4 separate regions of the Mus musculus genome follow, and all the other regions are linked to region 1. The links are chromatin contacts, called in public Micro-C maps. All regions are on one chromosome and are shown on one strand. The core of a region is the stretch at or near the end of the contact, and the rest is flanking DNA. Distances in the headings are between cores, read along the strand shown. Region 1 holds the start of Kcnj12 (potassium inwardly-rectifying channel, subfamily J, member 12). Region 2 holds the start of B9d1 (B9 protein domain 1). Region 3 holds the start of Mfap4 (microfibrillar-associated protein 4). Region 4 holds the start of Llgl1 (LLGL1 scribble cell polarity complex component).

The links. Hi-C and Micro-C count contacts between places; a contact is called where the count stands out from the background.
Region 2: a Micro-C map of embryonic stem cells shows a contact between it and region 1, with 3 times the contacts expected there. The contact joins the promoter of B9d1 here to the promoter of Kcnj12 in region 1. A contact is called at or near these places in 1 of 39 promoter capture datasets (embryonic stem cells), 1 of 484 Hi-C or Micro-C datasets (embryonic stem cells), 3 of 115 datasets of contacts at active chromatin or transcription factors (SST interneurons, large pre-B cells and microglia) and 1 of 9 other capture datasets (liver).
Region 3: a contact with region 1 is called in a Micro-C map of embryonic stem cells, with 2.6 times the contacts expected there. The contact joins the promoter of Mfap4 here to the promoter of Kcnj12 in region 1. A contact is called at or near these places in 1 of 484 Hi-C or Micro-C datasets (embryonic stem cells) and 1 of 115 datasets of contacts at active chromatin or transcription factors (large pre-B cells).
Region 4: a contact with region 1 is called in a Micro-C map of embryonic stem cells, with 2.8 times the contacts expected there. The contact joins the promoter of Llgl1 here to the promoter of Kcnj12 in region 1. A contact is called at or near these places in 3 of 484 Hi-C or Micro-C datasets (all in embryonic stem cells), 1 of 115 datasets of contacts at active chromatin or transcription factors (microglia) and 2 of 9 other capture datasets (adipose tissue and liver).

The regions. Positions count from the first base shown.
Region 1 is chr11:61,018,920-61,026,807 of GRCm38.p6, reverse strand. Kcnj12 (potassium inwardly-rectifying channel, subfamily J, member 12) reads right to left here and starts at 4,244. Exons shown (of 2, transcript NM_001267593.1): 1 at 3,958-4,244.
Region 2 is chr11:61,501,873-61,509,760 of GRCm38.p6, reverse strand. B9d1 (B9 protein domain 1) reads right to left here and starts at 4,617. Exons shown (of 7, transcript NM_013717.3): 1 at 4,490-4,617; 2 at 3,349-3,417; 3 at 2,022-2,133; 4 at 593-689; 5 at 229-291. The coding sequence starts at 4,552. It overlaps B9d1os (a long non-coding RNA gene), which reads left to right and starts at 4,675. Exons shown (of 1, transcript XR_141098.4): 1 at 4,675-5,376.
Region 3 is chr11:61,481,257-61,489,144 of GRCm38.p6, reverse strand. It overlaps Mfap4 (microfibrillar-associated protein 4), which reads right to left and starts at 3,714. Exons shown (of 6, transcript NM_029568.3): 1 at 3,660-3,714; 2 at 3,340-3,424; 3 at 2,953-3,107; 4 at 2,139-2,235; 5 at 1,884-2,066; 6 at 440-1,391. The coding sequence starts at 3,665. The coding sequence ends at 1,144. It overlaps Mapk7 (mitogen-activated protein kinase 7), which reads left to right. Exons shown (of 7, transcript NM_011841.2): 7 at 1-333. The coding sequence ends at 28.
Region 4 is chr11:60,695,249-60,703,136 of GRCm38.p6, reverse strand. It overlaps Llgl1 (LLGL1 scribble cell polarity complex component), which reads right to left and starts at 3,437. Exons shown (of 21, transcript NM_001159404.2): 1 at 3,196-3,437; 2 at 256-353. The coding sequence starts at 3,276.

The DNA.
Region 1 (7,888 bases), core at 2,995-5,494:
CCAGTCAAGCACACAGTAGGTATCTGAGCCACAATGGTCTGCCACTCCATACCTTTTACTGTTTATCCTCTAACCATCTCCAAGTCCGAGTTCTTCCAAGAAATGGGGCCACAGGTAAGGAATAGAGGGGACCCTTCAGCTGCCCAAAGCTTGTAGGGGACATTAGGGGGCTTCCAAGCCAGACCCACAAGGCCACACCCACCCTCAAGAAACAGCTGATACCCAGCAAGAGCAAAGCTGCTCCTGGGGCAGCTGAGAAAGGCACCCATCCCCATGCCTGCTGGCCAGGCCCACGAAGCCGTATTTGGTACTATAGGCCTGAAGGCTAACGAGGGTGCGGGGCCAGGATCTCTGAGGTCCCCACAGACTCACACTGCCTCTGTTGTTGTCACCTCAGCAGTCAAGGAGGAACACGAGAGCTTTAGGACATCTCTGTGGGTGAGAATGGGCACAGGGAACAGCTCAGAGTAGGAGGCCAGCATTTGAGGCCACCTCCACGGAAGGCCACCTCTCCCTAGCCAGTTTACCTTGCAGCTAAAGGGTGACTGGGCTACACTGTGATCTCCAAGGCTTGGGCACCAGAAGTCCACATGGACTTCTCCATCATGGGGTCCCCTCTGGAGACTCCCAGTCTTGCCAAGCCTACAATACCCCTTATAGGCGTGTTTAAAGGCTCTCTTCCCCTTCTCCATCCTGGGTGTCCCAGGGCTTCCAGGCTTCAGTCCCAGCAACTGAAGGAGCACCTATGTGTTTCTTGCCCCACCAACCTCTCAAACACCCCCATTTGCAACTCAAACCAAATCTTCCCTACACAGTGAAACTGACTTACGGTTCCTTACTGTTTCTGTATGCGGGACACTCCAGAGCTCACACCCACTACAGCTCTGGCCACATCACAAGACGGCTGCCACTGAAGCCGCAGGGAACATTTATGGAACACTAACCTCATGCCAGGCTTCATCAGGTCCCAAAGAAGTAACTTCCTGGGAGATAGGGAGGCAGGCAGGCCCTAGGGCTTAGTGGAAACTTCCCCGAGGGTAGATAACTGCCCTCAGTAAATGTGTCTGTGAGCAACGGAAAGGTGCAGCCTGTCCCTGGGAGGGCCCTAGGCTCTGGGTCAGAAGCACACAGGCTACCACAGAAGCTCCAACACCTCCTGGCCTCTGTTCCCATCCATATAGTGGAGAGAATACGAGCCTCTGCACTGGCAGGCCATTAACAAATTAAATTAGCTGGCCCAGCTCTGGGCCCTCAACTCCTTCCTGGGGCCAGTACCTCTGGAAAAGCCCCTTTGTCACCACAGCTCCTCTGAAGCATCAGCAGCCATGCCTGAACCCAGTCCCAGACAGCTCTCTTCGTTCTTGCTTTATCTACCGTTTTTCCCTGCTGTCTGCCCCCTTACCCTCTGCTCCCCAGCAACCCTCCGGAGACGTAGGCTTAGCTTCCCCCTCCTGCTGCCCATGAGCTGCCCCCTTGTCTGCCTCTCGTCAGTGTCAGTCCCTGGCAGGACTCCAATGACAGTCCACAGGGAGGGGTAACTGTGCCCATGTTTCACTCACAGCACAGCCCTGGACACAGCCCAGCCACCAGGCCCAGCTGCATCTGTTGCAGGAAGGGTCTTGCCCAGAGCAGGAGTTAGGATCAGGGAATTGAGACCGACTATTGAGCAAAGCTCACAGTATACTAGCAGACCCTGCCCGGGGGCTGGCAAGGACCACAGAGATGGCTGAGACTGATGACGCAGTCACTTCCACAATAGCTTTGTGCCAAAGCCTTTGGGTGCCATGACTGGTCATACCAACTATGGCTCCAGGCACCGGAGGCCTGGCTGAGCCAGAGGAAACTGTCTGCCGGCTGTACTAGCCCCAGTGTCGCAGAGCCTAGAGGTGCCACTGTGGCCAGTGTTGTTACTGTTATTGCTGCCATGTTAGTTCACTGCTAGAGAGCCACTCAGTACTGCCCAGTCCTGCCTAGGGCAGAGCAGAGAGAAACACAGGAGTCTGCATAAAAAGCCTTCTGATTCGGGGAAAATGAGGCAAACCTTCTGTTTTGACCTAACATGTTGCATGGCTCTGGAAGCACCTGCCGCGGATACCTCTCCCAACACAGCACAGCCTCCTAAACCTCCCTCCACTAGACACACATCTACAGGGGACCTTGCCTAGAGAGCTCAGTGATAGAGGACAAATCCATCACGCCATTGTGCCCACCCAACCCAAGACAGATGGGAACAATTAGGGCTTGAAGTACACAAATGTCAGTCCTGTGTGAACACTGTATTTACAAGGCACTTTCTGTCCGCATATAGCAGTATCTCAATGGAGAAGATGGTCCAGCAGCACCAGCTCTACCTACCTTGTCCCTAAGGATGTCTGAGCCTCCCCCACCCCCCATCCCCGTTCCCACAATGCTGAGGCTGGTCTGGTGGGCCATATGCCCACAGCCATGCATTTATTCTCACGAGTGGCTCAGCCTATCCAGGGTCACCTGCTATGACAAAGACCCTTGTGTCTCCTGACCAATTGGAGGGACCCCTTGAACACAACTGATGATTTCAGAAGAACTGAGAAGTCTCTTTGGGGTTCCCCTACAGACCCTAAAGGGATGCAGAGGAAGGAATATTCAAGGAGAAGCCTGGTACTCAGATCCGCCTCCCCTCCCTGGCCCTCTCCTGTTCATGGGCAGATTTTGGTAAAGGGGTCCCAAATCAGGCACCTGGTGCAGTGCCAGGCTGGAGTGAGTCTAGTCAGGTGGGACAGCAGCCAGGGCGGGCTTTTGCTTATCTCTCAAAGAGTGTGTAAAGGCTGGGAGCCTAAGCCTTGTGGGTTTCCACCTTGGAGGAGGCGGCAGCTGATTTCTGTGAGCATGTGGGCACCTAGGCAATCCAGAGAGCTGAAGCCTCTAACCAGTGCTCAGGAGGTGGATGCCAAGGCCAGGAAGTCCCTAGATCATTACTGCCAGCTTTGGGCTTGGGTACAGGTAGTAAGGAAGAAACTAGAAAGGACCAAAGACAGTATCACACTCTGGGAATGGCCAGAGGGGCAGCCCCAATCCCACCAGGTCTATCAGTAGGGCGGCAGAACCTCCTAGAACTGGAGGCCTTCACCAAAGGACAATTTCTTGTGAGCTCTAAGGTAGTCATAGGACATGTGCACAAATTAAGGCAGGTACGGGTGTCCGGGTGTTGGGTGTCTAGGGCCTCAGCTCTCCCGCTCTCCCCCAAAGCTCTTCATAGGCTCGCCACCCCAGCTGCCTCTTCCAAAGGGTGCAGTTCCCCCACAGGACACCAGAATAGACTTGTGCGTCTAGGAGAGACTCTGCACTGAGCCCCTTTTGGGGTTTCTCAAGACCAAATTTAAGAAGCAAAAGGTGCCCTGGACTTGCAGGCTAGATGGATGGTTAAGAACCACCTCCAGACTATTTTGACTCCATTACAGCACAGGCGACGGGAAAGAAATGTCTCCAAAGATCCCAGGTCTTAGCCGGGAGCATTCTCAGGTCGCTAGCCAAACCTGTGCACTCACTCTGTACCCCATCTTGATCACAGGTCTCTCGGGTAAGGTCACGCCTAGGACCTATGCCGCGCGCAAAAGTGGCTCCGCCCGCTGCTTTACGAGCCCCCTCAATCCAGCCGGCCGAGGGGAATCAAGAGCTCCTCAAAGTTTCCGAGAGCCGCCCCTCCCGCCCCCGCAACACATATATACACCCCTGGAAAGACGTTAGCCCGGAGCAAAGTTCCCTGGTGGCTGTAGCCCGAAACATGGCAGGGGAAGAAAAGCTCTCTGTCAGCATTTCATCTGGTGGTTCACCACGGGAAAGGAGAAAAAGGAACGGAGGGAGCTCTTCTGCCTCACCTTCCCTGTTGCTGCACCACCCCTCGTTCACCCGGGGCGGGAAGCTGTCTGCGGGGAACTGGGGCCGAGCGGGTGGGCCGTGCGCCCGCGGCCGCGCTCTTACCTCGGTCAGTGGCCGGGGCGCGGCGCGTCCCGCGTCCTCCAAGCTCCGCGCGGCCGTTCCCGGTCCCGGCCGCCGCTGCGCTGGCTGCATTGCCACCGTTGCCGCCGCCGCCTCAGCGCAGCCCCTGGGAGCGCTCCACGCCGAGGGGCGCGTCGCTCCCGGGCGCTGGGTGCCACCAGCCAGCCATAGGTCGGGGGCGCACGCCCAGACGGCGCCCCCAGCCACTCGGCGCTCGCTCCGGGCTCGCCGCTGGCTTCTGTCGCTCAGTCCCGCGACAAGAAGCGCCGACCCACCCCCTCCCCCGCCGCAGTTATCTGATCCCGGGCAGGGCCGGGCGCGCTCCCCTGAGCCGGGTGTGGGTGTCCTGCACCTCCCAACGGGCTTCGATCGTACAGGGCACCCTCCCCCGGCGACCGTTCTCAGGGAGGCGGTGGCAGCGCAGTCGCGGCGTGGCCGGGGGAAGACGGGGAACGAGGAATGGAGGGCGAGGAGGCGGCGGGAGGCAGAAGCTCTGCGCGCACCCAGCTCCGCGCCCCGCTGCCACAGTAGCCCTTCTCGGTAACTCCTCCAACTCTCCGCCAAAAGCACGCCCGCCCTGCGCCGCGGCGCCGCTGATCCCGCCCACCACCGCCCTGGCCTGGCCCGGTGGCCCCTCTTGGCCCCAGCTGCCCCCCACACGCACCAGCCACTTGCGCACTGGAGCGCGCGCGCGCGAACACATACGCGCGCACGCGCGTGGCACACACACACCCATACACACACATCTTCCTGGGGACACGCGCACACACAGGTGCATGGCGAGCATATAATAAATACTCAGACTACAGGCAGGCAAGGGAATCTGGACGGGCTGCACACAGCAGGATAGCAAGCTCAGGCGACACCTGCACGAGATGCATGTGATGAGGAGCGCGGTGGCTAAGGTGCACAGGTGCAGTCATAGTCACATATGCACATACGGGGTGGGATCAGTCAACACATCCACACAGGCTCGCTTCTGAGCTCACGCGTTCTTTCCCCTTACACACCAAAGCACAGGGTTACAGGCACACCCCATCCTCTTTAAACACCATATCGCTTCTTCCCATCATGTGTTGTATTTAGCTTTCATCTCTTGCTTTTTCTGTGCTCCTCCTTCTGGCCTTTCTGCTGATTTGATTCCATGTGACTCCCCTCCCCTTGCCCACTCTTGTCTGGAAGGCACCCCTGGTACTCTCCTCTCCCAGTCTCCTGGAGCCTATTGTCTGGGCCTCGCCTCCTGCAGAGCCTGGACCTTTCAGCCTAGCAGACAGATCAGCCTAGCTGGCCTCAGGGAAATCCCATTTTATCATAGAGCTGACCCCCAGCTCAACCCTAACACTGAAGAACCAGGTCAAGAAGGCTGGTCTGCAGGCAGAACACAAGCTTCACAAAACTCCCCAGCCCCCTGGTCTCCAGCCTCTCTGTAATGTGAAATATAATTATGCATTTGAATAGCAGAGACACTCGATGCAGGATCCTAGCCAAGAAGCGCAGCTTTCTGGCCACCCAGATGCCCAGGCTCTGGAAGCTTCTTCAGCGCTCTGCAAAACCCACCATCCCACCTCCAGGAGCCGACTCCTCATCCAGACCCCAGAGTCCCCAGAAAACTCTCCCACTTTGGGTTATGCTTACCCTAACTCAACTGAGCAACCCTGAGCGCCAGGTACAACAGCACTGGGTCTCTGGATTCCCTGTGATCACATGGACATCATGAGGTTCCCTGAGTTATGGCACTGGGGTGAGGGTTAAAAGAGATGAGCGCATGTACAGTTCTTAGCTGAGGAAGGGGCTGAGTCAAACGGCTGGTGGGTCTTGGGTGTTCAAGCAATCTGTGCTGGCCTCTGTGCCAAGGACTTAGCTAGAGTTACTCTGCTGCCATTACGATCCTCTGGGAGGCCATATGATCTATGGACCCACTTTACAGATAAAGACATTGAGGCTCATCAAGGAATAGTTGCTTATCTAGTTTCACAGTGGTAGGGAGAGGTGTCTCAGAACCAAGTGTGTCCTTCAGATGGCCATGCCTTCCTGTCTAGTCACTGTTAGGGGCTGCAATAGAGAGAAAACGGGTAACCCCAGGGACTCTATTCCCAGGTCCCCAGGCCCCCAGGCCTGCCTTGGACAGGCACATGATGTCCTGATGTCTACCTTCTCCTGAATGAACAAGGAGAAAAATGGCTCAGATGTCCCTGGTCCACTCTACCCAGCCCTGGTGTCCAGAACACAGAAGCCAAAGGCAGGAGTAAGGAAAAAATCCCCCCCCCACAGTCTCTACCCTCTCTGGGAGAGCAAATTCAGGTTGCATTCGGGGGCCTCCACCAGACATCCTAAAGAGCTCACAGCATGCTGGTAGACAAGAAAACGGACAAAACATTACAGGGCTCCACTAGGTCTAGGATCTTAGGCTGATCCTATAATGAGTTCAAGGGTGGAGCATACATCCGCATATACAGCCACACTCGGCTGCTTTTCTGAGCAAGGATCTCAGAGGCCTGCGTAAAGCCAGGGTAGGGTTTTTCCCCCTACCCTTTCATCAGCCACATTTCACAGATAGAACCAGCATCTTGTCCAAGGTCACCTAACAAAAAAGACCCACCAGAGAAACCACCCCAACTCCCATAAGCACTCAAGAGCTCTGCACTCTAGACTTCCCATCCCACCCTCCAGCTTACAAGCAGGGACCAGCTTCATTTCTTAACCAAAATCTCATCTCTTTTTGGGACATCGTGAGTCTTCTACCAGGCTCATGGTCATAACCTTCCTATGGAGAGCAAACCCATGCTCAAGATACAGTGACAGAGGTCAGAGGACAGCCATACAGGAGACTCTCTCTAAGCAGGGCTCCAGGTGTGGACAGGGTGGGTCATACCATCCCTATCTCAGGAAAAGACATCCTGCCTCCCTCCAGAGCTGAGGGAGGGAATTTTCTAGAATGTGCCCAGCCTCAACACAACTGCTCCCAGCATAGGACCCAAGGACACACTTCTCACTGAAGTCCCACATCCTTCTCTGCAAAGCATGGGTGGCCACAAGGACAGAAAAGCAATTCCTGCCTTGCACGGCACAGAGATAAGTTGTCCTGTGCATGCATGCATACATCCCCAGGGGCCTGTGTGGCTGTCCCTCAATCTGAGAGAATCCTCCTGGACAAGGCTATAACTGGGACCCTGTCCATCCTCTCAGCCGAACGCCTGTGCCTGTGTGCCCTTAGAGTCTCAGGCTGGGGCAGCCAGAGGAAGCCATCAGCTTATTTGGAAACCCTTCCTTGACATAAGGACAGCAAGAACAGCAAAGCCATCCAGAGAAATGCCTGAAGGCTTCGGGATGCTGTCTCCTGAGAAGCAGTCTGAAGCGACGGCCTCTCTGCCCAGCAGCTGGCCACCTTTCTGACAACCAATTCCTATGGAAACCAAGAGGTCCTTCCTCAGTGTCTTTGTTGGCCTGGCAGCACCTGACGCTCCTTAAGAACACCTTCTCCAAGGATAGGATTTCTTCTGCCTCGCCTAGATGTTGGCCTAGCCTCTGCCCTCCACTTGTTCCATTCTCCCTTCCAGGAATACTGGCTGCCACCAGCCCAACCCTGTCCAGGCAGGAGTGTTGCTTCCCCCACAGCTTTTCCTTCAGGACATCTCAGGATACCCCAGGGAAAGACCACTCCTAGGCCATCCCTACCTCCCCTTTCTTGCTTTGCCTTTCCCCCCAGGAGTCTGGCATCTTGGTCACCTCCCTGATTGTCACACCAATTCCATGAGACCAGAGACAGGTCCTTGTGTGCAGACCAGGGCAGGCACCATGGGCATGAGGGTTCGTCTCCAGAACAAGCGTGATGAGGACGGTGGAGAATTCCTCCCAGGAACAGTTCTTCTGTTCAGCTCAGTGCTCATGGACACATTTAAATCATCTGCATGGT
Region 2 (7,888 bases), core at 3,368-5,867, 480 kb before region 1:
CATGCTGCTTTCCATGTGGCAAAGATTGGCAGGGCACAGAAGAAAGCCTTACAGCCTCAAGCTACCAGAAAGTGGCCAAAGAAGTACAAGGACTAAGCAGTGGCGCCTGCCTGCATTCCTGTTTCCATCTGTCTCTAGGCACAGCAACCCAAAGACCTGTGAGGTTTCCAGGTCTCAAGAGAGTGGAAGGTGCTGCCCTATTCGATCAAGAGCAAGCAGAACACCTACCTTGTGAACTTCTGTAGTGTAGATGTAGACTCTGGCACAAACATGGGGATGGTCCTTTTGTGCCTGAAACAAATGTTTTCATAGAGAGATGTGCTGAGGAATAGATCAAGGTATGTGGCTTTACACAGGACTTTCTTCTTTTTACACTCACTACCTCCAGCAGTACACATCACCTACCTATGTGGGTCTTTTCCAAGGTGCAGGACTATACCCAGGCCACCCAGGCTCCTTAACATAACTTGCCCAAGTCAGAGGAAGGAGCAGTGGTCAGAGAGCCTGAGTTTAAAGCTGCTGTTCTCAAGGTTTGCCTGCTCAGTCAGGGGCACACTGCAGGCCAGCGGCCAGGGCAAAAGTGGGCACCTACCGTCCTGGAGAGAGGGGCACATGCACTGCTCCATAGCCTCGGACGACATCATTCCCAAACACATCCGGCCCATAGACACTGAGTACAATCTGTGGCCCTTGGGAAGGACAAGGTTGGTATTTAGGAAAACCAGGGAAGGGAAGTAGTAAATGGTGTGCCTAGCTCAATTCTGGAACAGATGCTCAAGAGAATGATGGCCAAAGCCCTGGGGACCTTGTCCATACCCAGGGCTTCTGTTCCCCCGCCACTTTCTGTATCGCTGCTGGTGCCCTGGGAGTGTTCTCCATACCTCAGCTCACAGCTAGGAAGACAGAGCCAGAACATTTAGTAGACACAGGAAGTCCTGTGGAGGCCCTCTTCGAACCCTGAGCCCTGCTTTCTTACTCACTGATTGATGCGTGTGGTTTTCACCAACTGTGATACCCTGTGGGAAATCATGGCTTTCCAGGTATTTTTTCCTTAACATATTGACGTTTCCAAATGCTTCCTTTTCATATCCAGTCAGGCCTTCTAAGGTGTCTGCCCTCTCTATGTAGCAGACAGATCTACTACTATCTGCTACTCTAAATGACAGGTAAGGCCTGGAAGTTGGCTCTGTAATTACTGTTGAACGGCCTCAGACAAGTCCAACCTTTTCTCTCATGACCTTTCTTGTGTCTAAAAGCCTTGGAATAGTACCAACCACAGGGGGTGCTCAGTAAAGGATGAAGAAATCTGTGCCTTCCACACTATTACTCTGCCACCAAAGGTAACCTGGGAGTTACTCAGATAGATAGTTCCTGTATAGTGGCTTGTTCATTCTCGGTGCCAAATATCTGACCACCACCGTATACTGCAGTTAACTGTGATTGTGGGCACATGAGCTGTTCCTTTGAGAACTGTTGCAGTAAGTCTCAGATCAGTCACTCACGGGCTCTTGTCACACTGTGTGCTCTTCTCTGTTGGGTATGTGCTTAGAAAGACTCAGGCAGGCAGGTACAGTACTACAGTACACTCAGTGTTCTCTGAACTGCCTTGAGACTACAGGCTTGCTAACCTTGGCAGATCAACCTTAGCCTGCCCTGGTTGATCTCCATTGTTCTGCTTGCTTTGCAAGGACGCAGATTAGAAACCGAGGGGCTATAGGGGAAAGCTTCACCCAGAACACGAGCAGAAGGCTCAGAAGTGGGCCCTGAGCAACTAGTACAGGATGAGCCGATACTGGAGCTGACTGGAGCACTACAATGGGAAGCTGGACAACTTGGGGTCAGGCCACGTGGCTGCAGCATTGCAGGCTCCATGTGCAAACTGCACTTAACAAAAAAGGCAGATGTTGAGTGCATCAAAAGCTGGGGCACAAACTCAGACACTGGCAGGGCAGCCTAAAGAAGGAGAGTGGTGGCAGATGCGGCAGAAGATCTCCCCCTTCCAGCATGGCCCACAGACTCACAGCCATAGGGGTTGGTACTTTTAAAGGTCACATCGATGGGGAAGTTCCACACCAGTGCTTGCCGTACATCTTGGCTCTTAGATGCTATCTGTGAGATCCCCTCCTCCAGACCCTGAATAGACATAGATATAGAGATAGCTGGTTTGAGTTCCAGGAACCCATGACCTTTCTGTCTAAGTAGGCAAGTTGGGGAGGTCACTTAAGTTCTATGTTGCTTCTTTCCACTCTCCCTTTAAATATTTATCCACAATGCCTTGGTCTAGATTCTTCCCTCCCAGTTAGTCATACACTCTAGCTCCTGATCCACTCCCTCTTCATTCCACCCATCTTTGGCTAACAGACCAGAATGTATCCAACTTAGTGTCTCCTTAACAAGAACAGATGTCTCTACAAGATGGGGGCTTCTGTCAGACATTGGTCACTCCCAGAGGACTCAAATAGTCATGAAGTTACAGATGGTTGTGAGCCACAATGTGGGTGCTGAGAATCAAACTGGGGCCCTCTGCAAAAGTACCCATTCTAACTGTTCAGTCATTTCTCCAGCCCCAAAGGCAGCTTACAACATCCTATAATTACAGCTCTAGGGGATCTGACCTGTGGCCTCAATAGCCACTTGCATTCATACCCATACACAGATATATACACACACATAATTTAAAATGGAATTAATCTCTAATATATATTGAAAGCATTAGAAAAACCAAAAAATATTAACATGTCCGTGATACAAATGAAGAAACTTGGGCTCAAAGAAGTCGGGCTTTAATTTTATTTTTTCCATTTGTTTGGTATTATATATGTAGCCCAGCTTGACCTTGAATTCCTAGAGATGCTCCTGCCTCAGCCTTCTGTGCTGGATTACAGGCATATGCTATCCTGTTTGGCTTCCACTTTTTAAACTATTGTATAGTATCATAGTGGTCTGCACTGCAGCCGCTTCCTGTGGTAAAAAGACTCCTTAAAACCTTAAGAAGAGATCCTTCATTTTGTCCTGGCTCCTGGTTGTTTTCTGCTGCCTGAGAAGGGGCCATGTTTTGTTTTCAGGTGGGGGTATTGGCTGATGCTGTCCAAAGCCACTGGCAGGTGGTTCTCCAGAGCCTGCCTGGTTAGGCTGCTACTTGTCCCTCTCAGCTGCCACTAACAGACTCCAGGGGTACACCAGCGAACCCAGTAGTGACTGTATTCTATAAACTAGCTTTCCCCCAAAAACAAATGCAATGTTTAGGTCATCTCTGACCTTAGTGTCTACCTCTTGGTCTCGAATAGAAGGGTATGATTCAGGAATCACCAAAGCTCTAACCAGAGGAGGCCCATGAGTCCAACTTACCGCTGTTGGGGCCCAGTCCTGGCCATACACAAAGCAGTACTTGCAGTAGAGGTCATCATACTCTGGAAACTGAGAGAAAAAGTATACAGGATTCTGTCTAGAAAGGGCAAACTGGGCCCACACATTAGCTAGGCAGATGCAGTGGACAGGAATTAGGAACACGAGGCATCTGGGACTGAGGAGGTGGACATGGGTTTCAGGGCGGGCAGGGAATGGAAATCAGGAAGTCAGGCTTAGTCCCAGACTGCCAATACCCGTAGGTTATTTTGCTCAGGGTCTACTTTCTGTCTTGTCTTTCTCAGTCCACATGTGGTAGGCCCCTTGCCCATCTTTCAGAGTTCCCCTTCAGTCTCTAGCTGGCTTAAGGATCATTGCTTGGCTCCCTTCACTTCTCTGCATTTCTGCATGTGGGTACCTAATGTCTATCTGATAACCCTGTTAGACTGAAGAAGGAACAGGTTTCATGCCTCAGCGCATCTCCAGTGCTGGGCACAAATTAGCTCTACAGAAATGATGCTCACGTGAAACCCAGAAGCTACAGGGCCAAAGAACATGGCTAAAACTGAGGGTCCCGGAGAAAGGAAGGCCCAGGGCAGACGCCAAGGAAGGTGTCCAGAGTAAGCAGCCCAGACATCCTCTAATCGGATAGAGGAAAACAGGGAGGACGCAGTACCAATGAATGGGAAGGCAGGAACACCTACTGAGCTTCAGACTTGGCAGAACCTAAAGCATGTCAGCCAAACCTCAGAATATGTAGGAATAATGGGCATTTTCAACAAGCAGCCCAGAAGAATAATGTAGCAAAGTTCTGTCTCTTAGACGGACCGGGTCAAATCCCACCTTGGCCACTGCCTTCCGGTAAGTTCCCAGCTGTTAAATGGATCAGCTGAGTCTTCAGTCCCATTAGTCCTAGGCCACCACTCAACCAAGTAAACAGGATCCAAGTGGTACCAGCTGAACGCCTCGAGGTCTGTTTTCACTCAAGCTTGTCCGGTTCATCTACCTGGAGCCAAGGTTCTCAAATGCTGCTTCTCCTTTCCATTTATTTGAGATGCTCAGAGCATCTTGGCTTTCTAGGAGCTGAGCGAAGAGCCCGGGGAGAGAAACAGGCCGTCCCCGGGCGGAGTCCACGACTGCTTACCTGTGCGCTCTCTACCTGCCCGGTGATCATGAGCAGGAAGACGCTGGGACTTGCTGCAGCCATTGCACTGATGGGCCGGGAGACCGGCGCAGGCCGCGCGCTGTTGCCAGGAGGCTCTCGGTTGTCTTGGAAACAGACGGTAAGTCGTCTAGGACAAATTTCTCAAGCGGTGACGAGTTCGCTCAAAGGTAAGAGTGCGCAGGCGCAGTAGTCTTTATGGCTTTGGGCACTGTCCTCCGTGTCTGTCGCGCGGAACCTAACCCCCAGGGGCGGGTCCACGGACCCGCACTGTGTGACTTCACTCGTCTGGCCATGCTTGAAGCTCGCAGGCTGCAAAGCTGGATGTTGAGAAGAAGCAGCACCGGCACTCAGGCCCGCGGAAAGTCACGTGCTAGAGTTACCTCTCTCCAGGTGGTGTCGCTGTTGCCACACACAGCGACGGCAAAGACGCCATCGTTGGAAGGCTTGGTGCGCGGGAGTGGTCCAGCGGGCATCACCCAGCACATTGTCTCAGGTGAAGAATGCGCCCTTCAGCCCTATGAGGCTCTTGTCATCGAAACCCGGAGACTCCATTTGTCCAAGTCCCGCGTCCTGCATGAGAAGCTGGAGCCCACGGAACCAGTCACCCAATTTTGGAAAATCACTGGTAGCTCAGGGATGTCAGAGCTTGGTCCCAAGCCACCAGCATCCTTTTCGGTAGACACCATTGTTAGTGCTTGGATTCAACTGCACTTACTCTATCACTGTCCAATTCAAGGTGGCTTAATGCGAGCTTCTTGCCTTTAGATCCCCAGCTCGACTCTAGGGGCATTGAATGCCTGGTCCTCATTGCCCGGCCAGTGCAAAATATTTGGGAACTACTTCTTTAATAAATAAAATTGAACACATCTCAGTTTTCTGGAGGGCGTGACTGAAATCCAGACCTGGAAGGTAATTTAGCCATATTCGTTACAGGAATTTAGCTGCAGAATCAGACTTCACTTTCAGAGCTTATAAGGAAACATCAAAGAGCACATTAATGATGAGGGAGCCTGGAAACAAACGGATGCAGATGTGTATACTTTAGGGAGCTCAGCCTGCAGTAATGACACCAGGTCACGCTAACTGTTAGCTTGGAAGTCAGTTGGCGGGATTCCCAAAGCCACCTATGGGGAAGAGGAAAGGCATGTGGTCACAGCGTTCTAGGTGGGCCGAGGTGCAAGCATGTAAGAAATTCTTTTAGCTTAGAGCCAAGAGTCATACAAGCAGAGGCTCTAGGCCCCTCTCTCCTAGCCGGTGGCTGCCACTTGCTGTTCTTTACTGAAAGCGTTGGAAAGATACAGGCTACTGAAAGGAAGCCTTCTCAATCCCCAAATTACTCATTAGATAAGGCTTTTCTGTCCTAAACCAACAGGATGAGACATTTAGGAAGAGGTCTGTGCTGGCTAGTTTTTTTGTCAATTTGGCACAAGCCATAGTTATCTGAGAGGAGGGAACCAAGATTGAGAAAGCCTCCATGTGATTGGGCTTGTAAGCCTGTTGAACATTTTCTTAATTAGTGATTGGTGGAGAAGGGCCAGGCCCACTGTGGATGGTGCTACCCTAGGCTGGTGATCCTGAGTTCTATGAGAAAACAAACCTGGGGATGATTTCAGTCACTGGTACCTGTACTCTCTCAGGCCTTTTCTGTCCTGTAGGAGAATGTTCCCATCTAGTTACTAAAGGCATCCATAGCAGGAGATACCGTATGCTCCTGGTTTGGGCATATGAGTGAAGCCATAAGTCTTCATCAAGGAACCCTCATTTTATAAAATGTTTCATTCTCCTTATCACTGCAGAGGTAAGATAATGAAAAGCATCCCCAGGCTCTCACCCAGCAGCTGTAGAGTGCTCGAGGACCCTGGTAGATGTTCTGGTGAGTTTTATGTCAATTTGACAAAAGCTAGGGTCATCAGAGAGACAGGAGTCTCAGTTAAGAAAATGCCTCCTGGGGGCTGGTGAGATGGCTCAGTGGGTAAGAGCACCTGACTGCTCTTCCGAAGGTCTGAAGTTCAAATCCCAGCAACCACATGGTGGCTCACAACCACCCATAATGAGATCTGATGCCCTCTTCTGGTGTGTCTGAAGACAGCTACAGTGTACTTACATGTAATAAATAAATAAATAAATAAATAAAAGTGTGTGTGCACCACCAATATCTGGCTGATATTGTTTAAAAAAAAAAAAGAAAAAAGAAAATGCCTCCTTAAGATTGGGCTGTAGGTGAGCCTGTGGGGCATTTTCCTAATTACTGATTGATGTGGGAGGGCCCAGCCCACTGTGAGCTGAGTCCATTCCAAGGCTGATGATTCTAACTTCAGTAAAAAGCAGCAGATCCCTTCACCCCATGGCCTCTTCATCAGTTCCTGCCTCTATGTCCGGCCCTGTTAGAGATCCTATCCTGACTTCCTTTGTTGATGAACCATGATGGGAGTGTAAGCTGAATAAATCTTTCTTTCTCAACTTGCTTTGGTCATTGTGTTTCATCACAGCAATAGTAACTAAGACAAGTTGGTACCAGGAGAGTGGGGCATGGCTGACAGACCTGACCATGTTGTTTTCGGGAGGACTGTGGAGAGACTTTGGAGCTTTGGGTTTGAAGAGCCATTGAGCGTTGAGAGCTCAGTGAGCTGGTCTGTAGGAAGATAAGAACGTTGAGAGCAGTTCAGATGATGGAGGCCTGGCTTGTGACGTTCCAGAGGGAAGCAAAGACTCCACTGGGCCTTCTGTGTGCAGAATCTGTGGTGTCTGGTCAGCTGGGCTGAAGAATCGGCTGTGATTGACAAGAGACCAGACACGCTGAAGTGAAACCTTTGCTTGGCTGGGACAATGGATGCTGCTCAGCTGGAGATAAATTAGCCGTGACTAAGAAGAGACCAGCGTCACTGAGGTGGAATCTCCTGGGAAGTGTTTCCTGAGTCAGCACACAAGCTGTTCCAGAGGTGGCCCGGGTTGTACCTCATGTTATGTTAGCACCTGAACTTGGTAGTGTAAGAGTCACCCAAGTGGTGTTAGATTTGAAGGCCTAATGGAGTTGTGGAGAGCAGGTGAGGATTGGCACTTGGAGCCATGGCATGGCTGGAGTCCCTAAAAATAATCCAGGAGAGGATATTGGTGGAAGAGCAAGGCACCTCAGAGTTTTTGGCTCCACTCAACCACTGCTACTATTCTTGGTGGTCATCCAATGGTATTGGCATCTCCAAATATGCCTGGGTCAACAGTGGTCAAAAGAAGAGGGGACAGGAAGAGGGGGGGAGGAGAGGGTTTGGGATGTGCCTGGGGCCTCTCACTGTTCCCTAGGAAGGAAGGATAAAAGGAAGAAATCACCAAGGAGGTATGTTGCCACGACAACAGCTCTGATGACCCTTACCGTCTTGTTCT
Region 3 (7,888 bases), core at 2,465-4,964, 460 kb before region 1:
TGACCTGCCTGACCTCCAAGAGCCCTGAAACCCACAGCTTGTGCCTTGCTGCCAGGATAGACCCAGCATCAAGGTCCAGGGGTGCGATCCAAAGGGCTGCACCCTGGGCCTGGCAGGTGAGGCTTGGCTTGAGTTACTCTGCAGGTTCATCTCAGACCCACCTTTCAGCCTTAAGCAGCCACCTGAGCCACCACCGAGCCATAACAGGACCAGGAGACTCTACTCCTCCCTGAGCAGTCTTCTCCAGTATTGTATTTTTTATTATTGTTGTAATATGCATTTGTTTTGCCATCAAAATGAGGCCTGTGAAATACAAGGTTTTCTTTAACCTGACTCTGCGTCATTTTTGGGGTTGGGGTAAACACACCAACAATGGTACAGTGAGGAAGAGCCAGGTGCTCATATTTGGAGCCAAGTAAATGTCTGTCCACAAAGCCAGTCCATCAGATCCTGAAGTTTATTGAGACCTCTGCTACCCACCCACTTCCAGCCCCACATATTGATCCCTGCTGCCTCTCATGACGATCGCTAGGGCAAGTAGGGGACCAAGTCAACAAGCCTATCTTTGCCATGACGACTTCAGAGTTGAGCAGTAGCCGTGGTGAGTATTGTTTTGGTGGTGAATTTTGAGGGATGAGTGAAGGCAGATGGGATTGGGCTCCATGATGCTCACGTAGGGAGTAAAGTGATGAGGCCAAGGTAGGAAGTATTCTGAGGAGAGCTATGTGAGTGCTGGGGTGTGGCAGTGTGCAAGAGCTGATTGGCAATGCCACAGGTGCTGCATGACTCTGTCGAGGGTAGCCCCAAACAGAAGGCTCTGCAGTAAGGAAACTGCTGAGGTGGGGTGCAAAAGCTGGCAGCTAGAAGGTAGCTTCTGGCTTTCAGCTGTCGTGAAGGGGTAGAAGCAACTTGGAGTTTTTAATGGATTTCAGCCAGATCCAGGCTAGGATGGCTCAGCCACAGAAAGGCCTGGAGGGCTGCTGACAGCCTAGCCTCAGGTGGAATGCATCAGGGCGTGGCTGTATGTGGGACAGGGATTTGCCAGGGCATGGCTGGTGCTCAGGAATTGTGGGTAAAGCGTGGAGGGAGAACATGGACCCTTGGGACTTCAGGGGAAAGATGGGGCCTGCTTGGGCCAGCCCCTCAGGCCCGACGAATTTTCATCTCCGTGCGCTTGAGGGAGTAATAGAAGCCTTTCCATTGGGCCCAATTGATGCCATTGGCATAGGAGAGATGGGAACCACCCAGGTAGAAACCGTTGAGATTGGCGAAATGGCAGCTTCGGAACCAGAAGGCTCCTGAGGAGAGGGCTGCACAGTTCTGCACGAAGAGGTCCTGGTCCCGATCAAAGGTGGAGAACTTCTGGCCACTGTGGTAGGACAGTGAGTCACCTGGCAAGAGGGAGGAAGACTAGAAAAACTGAGGCCAGGAGCTGAGAGGATGACAGCACTTGATGAATGACTCTTGGGATGACATGATGTGGCATCCTATCGGATGGGGGGCACCCTCCCTGAGCCACAAAGAGAACAGCTGTTCTTCTGCAGAGCTGCCTGGAGCAGGGCCACTTGGAGCAGGGCCAGGGTGGCTGTTCCCTGGGGCTGAGGTTCCTGTAGCTGAAGTTGGTCTGTGGAGAGCTATGACTCTTCTACACCCAGAAGGGTTGAGGGAGGGGCCTTAGGAACCAATGGAGCAGGGCCAATCCTACGTTACTGACCCCAATCCCTACTGACCCCACTCCCTACTGACCCCACCCCCTCCCCCACCACTGCCCCTGAAGAAGTTGAGAGAGGTACCCGCCCCACCCCCTACTGATCCTACCCCTTACTGACTCCCCCTACCCCCCCCCCCCCCGCCACTGCCCCTGAAGAAGCTGAGAGGGGTACCTGCCCCGCCATCCTCGAAGCCAGCCACGTAGAGGGTATAGCCATCCTCCTCAGCACTGATGGCGTTGGGGGAGATGGAGAAGTCAATGTACTTGGCATAGGCTGTGTTGTTCTCAAAGTCTTCCAAGTCCACGCGCAGCTCATACTTCTGCTTCAGTGTCAGGAGGTGCAGGTTCTGCAGCCCTAGGGACGGGTGGCAGCCGGTCAGCAGAGACTTGGCTGAGGGGCAGCCCCCACCCCATGGCCCCACCTTACCCAGCCAGTACTCCCCGTCAGCACGGCCAAAGCCCAGCTTGTAGTCGCTCCAGCCCCGGAAGAAACTCACTGAGCCGTTGAATCTTTTCTGGAAAACCTGGAAACAAGTGGACAAGGGGCTGGATGATGGAGGTCCAGTACCCTAGGGTGACTCTTAGCCATTTTGTTAGGGAACTGCTAAAACAGAACACACTCTCTGGCTCCAGGCCTCTCATTGAACATCTGCTGCTGAGAAGGGGGTATCTACCAGGCCCCTTGTCTGCTGAGAGACAGGAAGGGGAAAAGATTAAGAGGGAGCTGGGACCTGTAGACATAGCTTAGTGGCAAAGCACCCACTTAGCTTAGAGGCCCTGGGTTCCATCCCAGCACTGCATGATAAAACCAGCAGGAGGGCCGGGCGTGGTGGCCCACGCCTTTAATCCCAGCAATCGGGAGGCAGAGGCAGGCAGATTTCTGAATTCAAGGCCAGCCTGGTCTATAAAGTGAGTTCCAGGAGAAACCCTGTCTAGAAAACAACAACAACAACAAAAAAACCCAAAACCCATCAGGAGGATCTAGAATACTTGGCTGTGAGTTCATTACTGTGCCCGCCAAGGCTATTAATGCTACTTACCTGGGCTCGCAGTTCCTCATTTAGACAAGGCACCAACCTACCGCTGTGAGGACAGCATGCATTAGCTTCCTCAGGCAAGTAAGTGCTAGCAGCCCTGGATCCAGTCCCCATGAAGATGAAAAATCCACTTCACAGAGATGACAGCCGGGATCGCGCAGCTGCCTGAACCCCATCTGGCCTGAGGCCCCTTTGCCTACTCACCGTCCACTTGCCGCCCTCAGTTGTCATGTCGCAGAAGACGGGCACCGGCACACTGGGGCCATAGGGGTAGATGAGATACACGCCGTCTTCCTGATAGCCCTGGGCGTAGATATCATCACAGTCCAGGGGTTGCTGAAGACAGGACTTCTCCAGAGCTGCGAGTGGCAGTGTGGGGACCGTGAGGAGAAAGACTAAGGCATAAGGACACCCCCCTCCATATCCCAGTTTTGCTCCAGGCCTAAGGGACTCTATCAGGAGAAATCTGGAGATTTCTCTAGGGGGATACCTGCCACTTTGTAGAGGAGGAAGCAGTCCTGCAGAGCCTCACTTAGAATGGCCTCATCCAGCCTGCTGACCAGGCCGTGTCTGTGAATGGGGGCTGCTTACCATCTCCCCGGATCCCAGAGGCTTGCGGGGCGCAGGGGGGAGGCATGGAGAGCAGCATCAGCATCAGTGGCAGGGCTGGGAGGGCCTGGGGATGGGAAATGGGGTGAGTGTAGCCCCCAACATGGGCCAGACGCCTCCCACCTCCCAGGGCTCTCCCTGCCTGAACTCTGCCCTCTGTCTTTTTTACCCCCTCTCAACTTTCAGAGGAAGGCCCAATATCCCCAGAACTTAAGTTTCAAGAGAACTCCACTGAGCTTCGCTGTTCCCTATCTGGCAAGTGGCTTGTCTCCACAAATGGTCTTGATCCTCCAGGCCAGTACCTTCATGGTGTCAGCTCAGTTGAGAGAGGCTGGCTGTCTGGGGCCCCAGACTGCAGCCGCCCACAGTTATGTGTTGGGTCTGAGCCCACAGACCCAGCTCCGCCCCTGGAACTGCAGAATGCCCCCCACCCCCACCCCAACAACCGGCCCCCGGCATCAGCTTACACTGTCAGGGGCCAGAGGACCACCTGGGTCTCATTAGGCCTGTCAGAGAAGCACTGTGAACCAGACATTAACTCCTTACCAGCCGCAACTGTACCCTGGACCCCACTCTGCCTCCTGCCCTGCTGGACTTGTGGGTCCTTTGGCAACCCCCGCTGGCCTCTGCTCACCCCTCTGTTTCCTGACAGGCCCTCTGCAGATGTCTGCTTTCCTAACTAGTCTGCTCAAGAGGTGTCCCTGGGACTGAGACAGGGGTCTTCACTTGGCAATGGGAAGGCTAGGGGAGACGGTCCCAAAGCTCCCTATGAGGGAGCTGCCTGGCCTGGGAGGAGACAGGGCCAGCAGGGGCCCGAAGTCTCCTGGCAAGCTTGGGACATTTCTGAGCCATGAGCAGAAAGATACAGGCGGCCAGCAGCTCTGTCTGCCTCGACTGGAGCCAGGGCCCTCTCCAACTCCTTCCCAGCCCCCTCCCCTGCTGGGTGTCTGTACCCCCCACTCTTTCCCCTCCTACAGTTCCCTGGACCATCTGGGGTGCTTTTGTTTCTCCTCGCTCGGCCCCTCCTCCCTTCTAAGCCCATCTGCTCTCACCGCCGCCCGCCCGCCCGGCTGAGCCTCTCGAGCCCTCTCTCCTCCATCCTGGCTGAGCCCAATGCTGCTTTCCTTGTCCACCTTAAGCCTGGTTTCGGTGTGCCTCCCGCCACCCTGGCCACCCAGTCTCTTCTGATTTTGCTCTCTCCTCCTCCTCCCATTCTCTGTCGGCTGCAAGAGTGTCCCAGGTGCCTGATCTGTGTTCCCCTGTTTAAGCCTCCGGTGGCTCTCCATTCCTTCACGGCTGAGGCCAACATTTCCGACTGGGACTTGAAAGGAATTACCAGTCTGGCTCGACCTCCCTTCAAGCCCGTGCTCCTCGTGACTCCCTACACTTTGTCTGGCTACCCAGACTCCTGGCCAGCAGGCCCCTGGGCCTTTGCCTGGGCTGTTCCTCGTGGCGCCCACCGGCCTTTCCTTTTGTCTCTGAGTGCTAGTGGGTAGTGCTCATTGCCTCCCAGTTCTGCACACTCAGCACCCATCATAAAGCGTATGGATTCACCAAAGACAGATTTTTGTTTTTTTTTTTTGAGCACCTACTATGTGTTACACAATATGTTTGCTGCTGGGGATGCAGAATCAGCCCCTGGAGTGGCCTACGTGTTTTGGACAAAGAACCAAAAATGCCTTGAAGGGACACAAATGTAACAGGTGAGCATGTGAGAGATCCAGAGCAAAGAGATGGCTTAGATCCTTTCTCTCCATCCCTGGAAAAGGAGAAAAGACCCACGAAGAACCCCATTGGGCCTCCTTGACAGTGCCCACACCAACTTGTCCAAGCTGACCTGGAACTCACTCTGTAGACCAGGCTGGCCTCGAACTTAGAAATCCGCCTGCCTCTGCCTCCCAAGTGCTGGGGTTAAAGATGTGTTCCACCACACCCGGCCCAAAGGAGAAATCTTAACCTAATTAAATTCAATGTGAATTTGAGCAATTATAAACAAAGCAACACAAAACAAAAGTGATTTGCAAATTGGGCGGTCCAAGGCGAATTCAGACAACTCCCAGTAATAATAGGATCTGACAGCACTGAGAGGGAACGAGCGTGTGCAGAGACCGCTTAATTGGTTACAGCTTAGTTCCGTAATTGGTTTCAGAGCCGCCTGAAGTTAGTTGGAGTCAGAGTCAGTGCAGGAGCTGAAGCTGAACCAGGGGCCTCCCACAAATGCTATCTGGTGGACTGTAGTCATTAGTTAGCCAGATTCGCTCATCATCGTCATAAACATCCGATGGTTCTCCTTCGAGTGGGTTGTAGTCAACACAGTTTTCACCCTTGTCTGTGGAAGGCAGAGTTGGCCTCCTCACGATAATCACTCTTGCGTTAGTCCAGATTTTTAGCTGGCTCATTGTCCAGTCTCTCATGTGGCTGGGTGAGGTCACAGGTCTGAATTTTGGCCAATAAGATGCAAATGGAAGATGGATGGATCTTGGTTTTTCCTTCTGCTTCTGAAGCTGAGGGAGGGAGACCTAGCTGCTGCCTGGAACATGGGGATGAGGCCTTATGTGGGGAATGGCTGAGGTGAGACAGATAGACGCATGGTCCCTTCCTGCTGTGTGGAGTGGGTCTCAGGCCGGGCCTGCACCATCCTACCCTAAACCTTCTGTAGAAGAGAAAGAAACGTTCATCTAGTTGAAGCGTGTGGATTGTTCTTATAACACAAGTTGTCTCTAATTCTAATATTTCCTTCAACAAATACTAGCATAAAGCTACAGAAAGGCTGGCACACGCCTTTAATCACAGCACTTGGGAGGCAGAGGCAGGCAGATTTCTGAGGTCCAATCCAGCCTGGTCTACAGAGTGAGTTCCAGGACAGCCAGGACTACACAGAGAAACCCTGTCTCAAATAACAACAACAACAACAAAAGTTACAGAAAGGAAACTAAGGGTGTGTGTGTGTGTGTGTGTGGGGGGGGGGGTTATCGCAACAAATAAAACACACCTAAAGTTCAATAACAGAAACTTTTGAGGACATAACTAACAACTGTAGGAGTGAAAACTACAAAATGAATGAGCAGAGCTATAATATTTCATTAAAGCATTATAGATTTCTTTTGGTGGTAATGTGCGCCTGTGCTGTCCAGGGAGGTACTCTGCCGGCAGGTGTCCTTCCAAATAAATGCTAAGAGTTAGATCTATGAATTAGGGCAACTCCTTCTGAAGAGAAATGTGGTAGCAAATACAAGCAGTCAGTACTCCTCTGAAGATGTTGAAAGAATCACCCAGCCCACTAACAGGTTTTGTGTGTGTGTGTGTGTGTGTGTGTGTGTGTGTGTGTGTGTGTGTGTGTATGTGTGTGTGAAGATGACAGAAAGTTGGGAGACAGGCAGGCACACTTAGGGATGATATCAGTGAGGTAGTAATGGGTGGGCATACTCAATATATATTGTATGAATATATGAAACTTTCAGATTATAAATATTACTTTTATACAAACAAACAAGAAATGAGGCTGGAGAGAGTGCTCAGCGGTTAGCAGCGTTGACTGCTCTTGCAGAGGACCCAGGTTCAATTCCCAGCACTCACATGGCAGCTCCCAACTATCTCCAATTCCAGTCCTAGGGGGTCTGATGCTCTCTCTGGCCTCTGTGGGCAACTGGCACACATGGTACACAGACACACACGGTACACAGGCACACACGTAGGCAAAATACTCCTACACATAAGAATAAGAAAATAAGGCCTGCCTGCAGCCATGTGGGGCAGGCAGGTAGAAGACACCCAGAAGCCCTGTGGCCTTCCTGCTGTAGGAACCACCAGGATGTTCAGGCGTGTGGTGAAAAGGGGAGGGGGAGGAAGAGATGGAAAGTTTTGAGCACAGTGGGGGGAGGAGTGGAGCTGGAGATGCAAGGGTAGATAAGAGTGGCTTGCTCTGCTGTCTGGGGCCATGGTGAGGTCGCAGCCTGTGCTGCTCTTGTGGGTCCTGTCTGGGTTTGTGATCGTGCAGTGGCAGGGGTCTGTGTCGGTGCCTGTGGCTCATGCTGCTGCTGAGGGCCATGCGGGTGTGCCTGGTCTGGGCTGCTGCCCGGAGCAGTGTGGATGTGTGTGTGTGTGTGTGTGGGGGATGTGGGGGGGTAGAGGCTGTGCAGATCTGGCCCCATCCCTCACTTGCTGCAGCACTTGGGGAAGTGGGCCTTGGGCCACAGTAGGACAGCAAAGTAGAGCTAGCCCTTGGGGATGGGGGAGCATGGGAGAGCACCCCCCCTCCCCGCCAAGTCCAGAAAGTTAGAAAGCTGGCCCTGCCTCTTGCCAGTGTTGGCATTGGGTAAGCTAGTCAGGGCAGTGCTGGAGAGCTGGCCCTGATGGCATGAATATGGGAGAGCTGCCAGGCTCATCAACCAGCTACCCAGGCCCAGATCCAGGGCTTTGGGTTGGCCACCTCAATATCTACCCCATCTAAGAACTTTGATGGTTCGTGAAGGGGCTGGTCCTGCAGATCCAAAGCTCCAGGACAACAACATAGTTCCGGTGATGATCCAGT
Region 4 (7,888 bases), core at 2,188-4,687, 320 kb after region 1:
AGATGATGGTAGGATTACCTAAGAATTGGTAGGCTGAAAGGCAGCAAGGGACAGCCATTGTTACTGCAAACCGACCTCCCCTCCAATCACCCATCTCCCAACCAAAAGACCCTCTCATTTCCGAAAGGAGTCATCACAGGCACACAGGCACAGCGACCTCTTCAGAAGCCCCAACAAGCACAGCTGTCTCCATGAAGCACCTGCCATGCTAAGACTCCAGCATGAAGTGAGCAGCACCTCAGAAGCAAAGGATACATCTTGACGGCCCCAGATCTGGTGCCGATGGCCATGATGCGGAGCTCAGGATCGAAGGCCAAGGCGCTGGGCTGATTGGGGAAGCCATGCTCCACAGTCTATGAGGGAAGAAAGGGTTCTATGGGCAAAATACCCTGGGGCTTCTGCTTCTAATTGGCCCAGAAGGTGCTGTCCACCTCCCCACACGGAGAGCCGGAAAACAGGAATCCCAGCACCATCAGAGGTGGGGATAGCACCTGGGACCTGAGTATTGTCCATGTCGATGCTGGTGCTACCTACCTGCTTCTCCGCTCTTTGTGAGGCCAGGTCCTTCCCTATACACTAAGTTCCAATACGTACTCCTTCCTTTGGTGTGACTGTGCCTCTTCCCACTGGCCCACCCATGCACAAGTGTGGTTGGGACATGAATACCTTCATGAGGTGTCAAATATGGACTGGTAGCACATGGCTATAATCATAGCATTTGGAACGCTAAGACAGGAGGATCCCAAGATAGAGGACAGCATGGACCACATGATGTGATGACGTCTCAGAAATAAATACATAAATAAAAGAGGCCATCTACATGGAGCTAGCCATCGGGGAGGGAGAGGTGGGGTGGCAGGGTCTACACAAGCAGTCTTGGGCTGATCACAGTACTCCATCCAGCCTGCTTACACTTAGCAGTGACAGCAAGCCATCCAAGAGATCAGGGCCACCAACCAACCGACCAACCACGGCAGTTGGCTCGGGAATTCCCTTTCCCACAGAACTGCCATGCCCTGTCTAGACCTGACTTCCTCTAGTTAGCCCCAGGCTTAGCGTTCCGTGTCCAAGAGACACCAGAACACGACAGCACGGTAAGTCCCCACAGTCCTTAGTGGGCACCACCAGACTCGTTTTATGGAAGAGGCTAGATCCCTATCTAGTGCCTACCCTTTGCACCCCAACTCCAATCAATCCCTGAGCTCTACTGTCTTACTTCTAAGACTCACAAAAGTAACCCTTCCCACACCCTGCTCCAGGCCCACCCAATGCCTGCCTGGACCAGTGCTCAGTCACCGGTGGAAACCAGCCAGCCAGTCCTACCTCCTCTACTTGGGGCCCTCCAGGAGATGCCTTCTGATCCACAGCCAAAGCCTAGGCCTCACCATGTGGTCCTTCTCTGGGCATCCCAGTTCACCTGACTCCCACCCCAAAGCACTTGGCTCTTTGGCTAGGCAGCTGACTAAAGCTTTGGCATCCTCTGCATTCCTTCTGTTCCCCCCCCCGCACCCCCCCCCCCCCGACCACACTGTGCAGGTTACCTGGCACTCCCAAATGACCAGCTCTGAAAGGCCTCCCTAACTGGTCCCGCCTACGTCAGCATCCCAGTCCATATTCCCACACCCTCATCACACCATATTTTATCCACAGCTCTAGCCAACCCTGTGAACTACTATATATTCTGCCCTTCTGTTTTGGCTTTTTTGTCCGCATCCTTTCCCAGGGAATAAACCACCCCTTCAATGAAGAATTGTCCGCCATGCCCTGGTACCAAGGAGGTAGGGATCCAAATTAAACTAGTAGGAGATGCACATCCTACAGGCAATTTGTAATTTGTGGTCTGAGCTGGATTTAAACCCAATACCCACTGGTCACCCTGGACTACAAGTCCAAACTCAAGAATCTGGGGCTCACTATTCTCTAGAGATCTCCTAACACCCCCTGTGGCAATCAAACTCGTTCCCCAAGATGACCTATCTCCTATCATTGCTTCCCACTCAAATCGGGCCTCACCCTCCTCAACTCCTACCCACTGTAGCATCATCAGTCAGGGGAAGCCATGCTTCAGAGACTCATCACAACTGTGGAGGTCCCCACTACACACCCCATTCACTGGCTAAAACCCACTCTCTTCTTGTTTCATGGGGCACACCCTCACGGTGAGCCAAAAAGAGGCTCCCATCTGAGAAGCCTCTCCTGGCAGCTCTTTAGTTATGGTGTCTGTAAAGCCTGGCACCCCCTGATCATTGCTGAGATCGCAACAAGAAAAAACTGAGCCATGGCAGGGTCTCCCCCTGAAAGTGCCTCCTAAGAGAAGTCCAGGGTCCCTAAGTTCTACTCAGGACAGTAGCAGCTGCTTCAAAACTCCTACTCCACTGCTATCACACAGCAAGGCAAGGAAAGATAAGCGGCCCTCTCCCTACTGAACCTCAGTTTTTTTTTTTTTGTTTGTTTGTTTGTTTTTTAACGTGTGTAATGGAAATGAGAAATCGAATCCTCAACAGCAAGATGCACACAGGCTCTGGGATAAAAGTAACATCTAATCAGAGCCCCACCAGTACAGATAAGAGTTAGGCTTGTGGGGCTCTATACTGGTCAGTGCAGACTAGGTGGGAGCTGAGGCCTTTCCCGGGTCTCTTCTGTATCTCGTCTCTCCAACTTTAGTAAGGTCAGGAACTGGCCGGGTCGCAAGGACATCCAGAATCCACAAGGGGGAAACTGGCCTCATTTCATGGCGGGGGAAACTGAGGCACTAAGGTTTGAAATGCAGTTGAGCATACAGACCAGCACATCCCTTGAACTAGGGACCCCAAGGTAGGGCAGAGCCTGGTGAGAAAAGTGGAGGCGCAGGGATTTCCCAGCCCCCCCACCCCCCACTTTTCCCTCTCTCGCCCGCCTAAGAGTTAAAGAAAACAAAACCTGGCCCTGAATGTCCCTCAGCCGAGCCGGGCTACACACCAAAAATGAAAGAAAAGAGGCCAAGAGCGAAAGGCAGATAGGTCGGAGGACCCCACTGAGCCCAAGGGACACCGGGAGAGATATCAGGGGTTCAGAGACCAGGAGCCCGAAAGCGCACGGCACGGCGCGGGGCGCAGCCCGACACCCCAACCAGGCACACCCGAGCAGCGCGGCGCTCGCAGGGCAGAGGCGGCCCGATGTGGCCCGCCTGAGCCGCCGGCGCCCCCGCCGCCGCACCTTGTGGAAGGCGAAGAGCTCCTGCTTAAGCTTCTCGCGCTGCGGGTCGGCGCCCTGCCGCCGGAACCGAAACTTCATCATCTTGCGCCCGCCTCCGCCACCGCCGCGGGATGCGCCCGGCCCCGCCGGTCCTGAGGCGCGGGGCGGGGCCTGCACGGAGGCGCGGGACGCCACGGACGCCCGCCCGACCCACGACGTGAGCGTGCCCGCCGTGCCGTGCCGCCCCTTGCTCGCCAGACAATGGGCGAGGACGGGGCCCCCGGGCTCGCCGGGCTCGCCGGGGGGGGGGGGCAGTCACGCATGCGCAATGGTGCGGGGCCTGCTGGGACTTGTAGTCCGAAGGTGGGTCCCAACCGTGGGAAGCTGGGCTGTGGTTTGCTAAAGGTTGTTTTCCACTCACGACTGAGCTAACAACATTCTAATAATTCCAGGGACAATTCTCTAGCCCCTCCCGGTCCCACTTCCCCCATCTTTGCCGTTGTTATCTAGTTTGTGTGGCCAGTTTTCACGGATCACTACTTTGCCTATTCCTCCGGTGTGTATTCCACACCACGCTTTTTGTCTCAACTATTATCGAAGAACCCCTCTCTAGGAGCCCGCGATGGTTGTGCATAACTTTAATTCTGGCAATCAGGTGGCAAGCAGAGGCAGGCAGATCTCTCTGAGTTCCAGGCCAGTCAAAAGCTACATTGTAAAACTATGTCTCAAAAAAAAAAAAGAAAATCTCAATTCCTTGAGAGTTATTATTCATGACCCAACACAAAGAACTTCGGTTTGCACCGGCTCAGAAGATCCTTGAGAGGGACGCGAGGCAAAGAAAAGGGGCGGAGGGCTGCAGGAGGTGGCAGGCACGTAGGGCTGAACAGGAGCGGGCTGGATACAGCTTCTCCCCTTGTTTCCCCCATCCCTACAGGGAACTCCGAGAACAAAGCTGCGCCCCGCCCCCGCTTTCTTCCTGTCCCACCCACCTCCCGAGACTTTTCTCTTCTGGACAATGGCCTCTAGGCTGAACCTTTTCCTGCTAGCTGAGGGACTCAGTGTTGGGAGAGATCCCAGGAGTTTAAGCGGGCCAAGCCCCTGTCCTCCCATCTTTGTCAAGAGAGGAGGCGTTGACCCTTAACCCTCAGGCAGCTGCACTGCAGCAACAGGGACCTAGCTACCTCCAAACTGCCCACGACCAGCGTTGCTCAACCCGCCCTGGGAGTTGGGGCTCAGGACTCACAGCTCTTTCCCGAGCTGTAGCTAAAGTGGTTGGCTAGACAGCAAAGGGCCCCTCCTGATCTCAACACGCTTAATGATTTTAAGAGCTCACTGAGAGAGGCACAGATACCACACAATTTTAAAGTGATATCACCCCAGATGCACAGAGGAAGAAACAGTGGCAGCCAACACAGACCAAGATCAGCCCCACACAAGTCATGATCAGAAGCAACTCAGAGGCCTAGGCTACAGTCCTTGTGCTACCCCATGTTGGATTTCAACCTTGCAAATGCTCAGGACATGCTCTACCTCAGCACCAGCTTTCTCTACCCTCATCTCTGCAGTAAAAGTTTATTAGGTTACCCAAGTAACCAATCCCCAGAAATTTTACACTGCAGTCACAAAAACAAAACAAACAAACAAAAAACCCCAAACACCAGACAACAAAACAGCAACAAATAACTTCTGTTGTTTGATAGCCAATAAGAATGACTTTTACCGGGCAGTGGTGGCATACGCCTTTAATCCCAGCACTTGGGAGGCAGAAGCAGGCAGATTTCTGAGTTCGAGGTCAGCCTGGCCTCCAGAGTGAGTTCCAGGACAGCCAAGGCTACACAGAGAAACCCTGTCTCAAAAAACAAAACAACAACAAAAAAGAATGACTTTTAAGGGGCTAGAGAGATGGCTCAGTGGTTAAGAGCACTGACTGCTCTTCCAGAGGTCTTGAGTTCAGATCCCAGCAACCACATGGTGGCTCATGAGATCAGATGTCCTCTTTTGGTGTGCCTGAAGACACAGTGTACTTATATATAATAAATAAATAGATCTTTGCGGGGAAGTGGTGGCACACGCCTTTAAAAAAAAAGAAAAAGAAAAGGAATGACTTTTAAGGCTGGAGAGATGGCTCAGCAGTAAGGAACACAGGAATACAGGATGCTCTTTGAGGTCCTGAGATCAATTGCAAGTAACCATTTGGCTGCTCAAAACCATCTATGTCTATAATGTGATCTGATGCCCTCTTCTGGCATGTAAGTGAAAATGCAGGTGGAGCACTCATACATTAAATAAATATATCTTTTATATCTTTTTTTTTTTTTTTTTTTTTGAGACAGGGTTCCTCTGTGTATAGCCCTGGCTGTCCTGGAACTCACTTTGTAGACCAGGATGGCCTTGAACTCAGAAATCTGCCTGCCTCTGCCTCCCAAGTGCTGGGATTAAAGGAGTGCTCCATCATCACCCAGCAAATGAATATTTAAAAACAAAACAAAAAAAGCCGTGCTGGAGAGATGGATCAGAGAATAAAGGCACTGGCTGTTCTTCCAGAGGTCCTGAGTTCAATTCCCAGAATACACACAGTGGCTCAGAACCATCTGTAATGGGATCTAATACCCTCTTCTGGTGTTTGAAGACAGTGACGGTGTACTCATATACATAAAAATGAATAGAGAAATGTAAAAAATAAAAATAAAAAATGATGGGCTGGAGAGATGGTTCAAAGGTTAAGAGCACTGACTGCTCTTCCAGAGGATCGGAGTTTAATTCCCAGCATCCACATGGTGGCTCACAACCATCTACCAAAAGCAGATAGAGCACTCACTAAATACATATAAAATAAAAAAAATTTAAAAATACATAAAAAGTAAGGTTGATTTTTGTTTGTTTGTTTGTTTCATTTTTTTGAGACAGGGTTTCTCTGTGTAGCCGTGGCTGTTCTGGAACTCACTTTGTAAACCAGGCTGGCCTGGAACTCAGAAATCCACCTGCCTCTGTCTCCCAAGTGCTGGGATTAAAGGCATGTGCCACCACTGCCCGACTGCATTTTTTTTCTCAATGAAATTTCTTCCTTTCAGAGAACTTTTGTGTTCAGTTGACATAAAATTAGCCAGTACAATCCCAATTTTTAAAAATAGATTTTGAGTTTTGGTGTCTTATTGTTTGTTTCTCTGGTGGCAGGGTTTCTCTGTGTAGCCCTGGCTGCTCTGGCTGGAACTCATTCTGTAGAACAGACGGGGCTAATTTACCTAAATGCTGGCCAATTTTAACTTTAGTAAGTTTTTTGTTTTTGTTTTTGTTTTTGTTTTTTTTAATGTTCTTGGATATGCAGTGGTGGCACACGCCTTTAATCCCAGTTCTTGGGAGGCTGAGGCAGGTAGATTTCTGAGTTCAAGGCCAGCCTGGTCTACAAAGTGAGTTCCAGGACAGCGAGGGCTACACAGAGAAACCCTGTCTCAGAAAAAAAAAATATATATATATATATCTTGGGCTGAAGAGATGGCTCAGAGGTTAAGAAAACTGCTTTTCCAGAGGTCCTGCTTTCAAGTACCAGCAACCATATGGTGGCTCACAACCATCTGTAATGACATCAGGTGCCCTCTTCTGGCCCACAGGATACATGCAGGTAGAACACTATCCATAATAAATAACTAAATCTTTTTTTTTTTTTTAAATGTCCCCCTATCCTCACTCTTTCTTTCTGATGTATGGGTGCATTGTTCTACACCTGCATGCTAGAAGAGGGCATCAGACAGATGCCCTTATAGATGGTCATAAGCCACCATGTTGTTTGTAGTGGCTATTCCTGGTTGTCAACTTGACTGTATCTGGAATGAACTACAATCCAGAATTGGAAGGCTCCCCAGTGATTCAAATCTGGAGGCTGGGAGAGAGAAGTTTCTGACCCGGATCTTGGTATGGAGATCTTGAGGCAGAGTGGCTATGAATTCCAGAAGATTAAGACAGTGAGAGCTCCGAGTTCAAGGTCATCTGGGATTAAAGGTGTGGTGGCACACACCTATAAGCTGGGCTACACCTTCTGCTGGAGGCCATATAAGGATATTGGAAAAAAGAAGGCTCACTCTCTCTCTCACTCTTCTTCGCCTGCTTGCCTTGTTGGACTGAGCAACTGCTAGATCCTTGGACTTCCATTCACAGCTGCGGCTGATCATTCTTGGGAGTTGGACTGCAGACTGTAAGTTATCAACAACTTCTTTTACTATATAGAGGCTAAGCCATAAGTTCTGTGACTCTAGAGAACCCTGACTAATACCTGGTTGCTGGGAATTGAACTCAGTACCTCTCTGGAAGAGCAGCCAGTGCTATTGACCATTAAGCCAGCTAGGCAGCCCCTCTTTAGTGGATTTTTAAATCTGAGAAGCCTATGTTCATTGCCTTCATATTCTGACTAGAAACACAAACATAACCAGCTGCCCAGGCTCTGACTTCCTCGTCTTCCCCATCACAATGGGCTGTGCCTTGATTTGTGAGCTAGAAAGCACTTTCTTTAAATTGAATACATTTCTATAAAAGGTAAGAAAAAGATGTGGTAAGTGCCTTCTATCCTGTGTCCTTAGGAAGTGGAAGCAGGAGGGTCTCTTGAATCAGGAATTTGATGCTGGGCTGGAGAGATGGCTCAAAGGTTAAGAGAACAGTGGTCCTGGGTTTAATTGCCAGCAACCATGTGGTGGCTCACAACCATCTGTAATGAGATCTGATG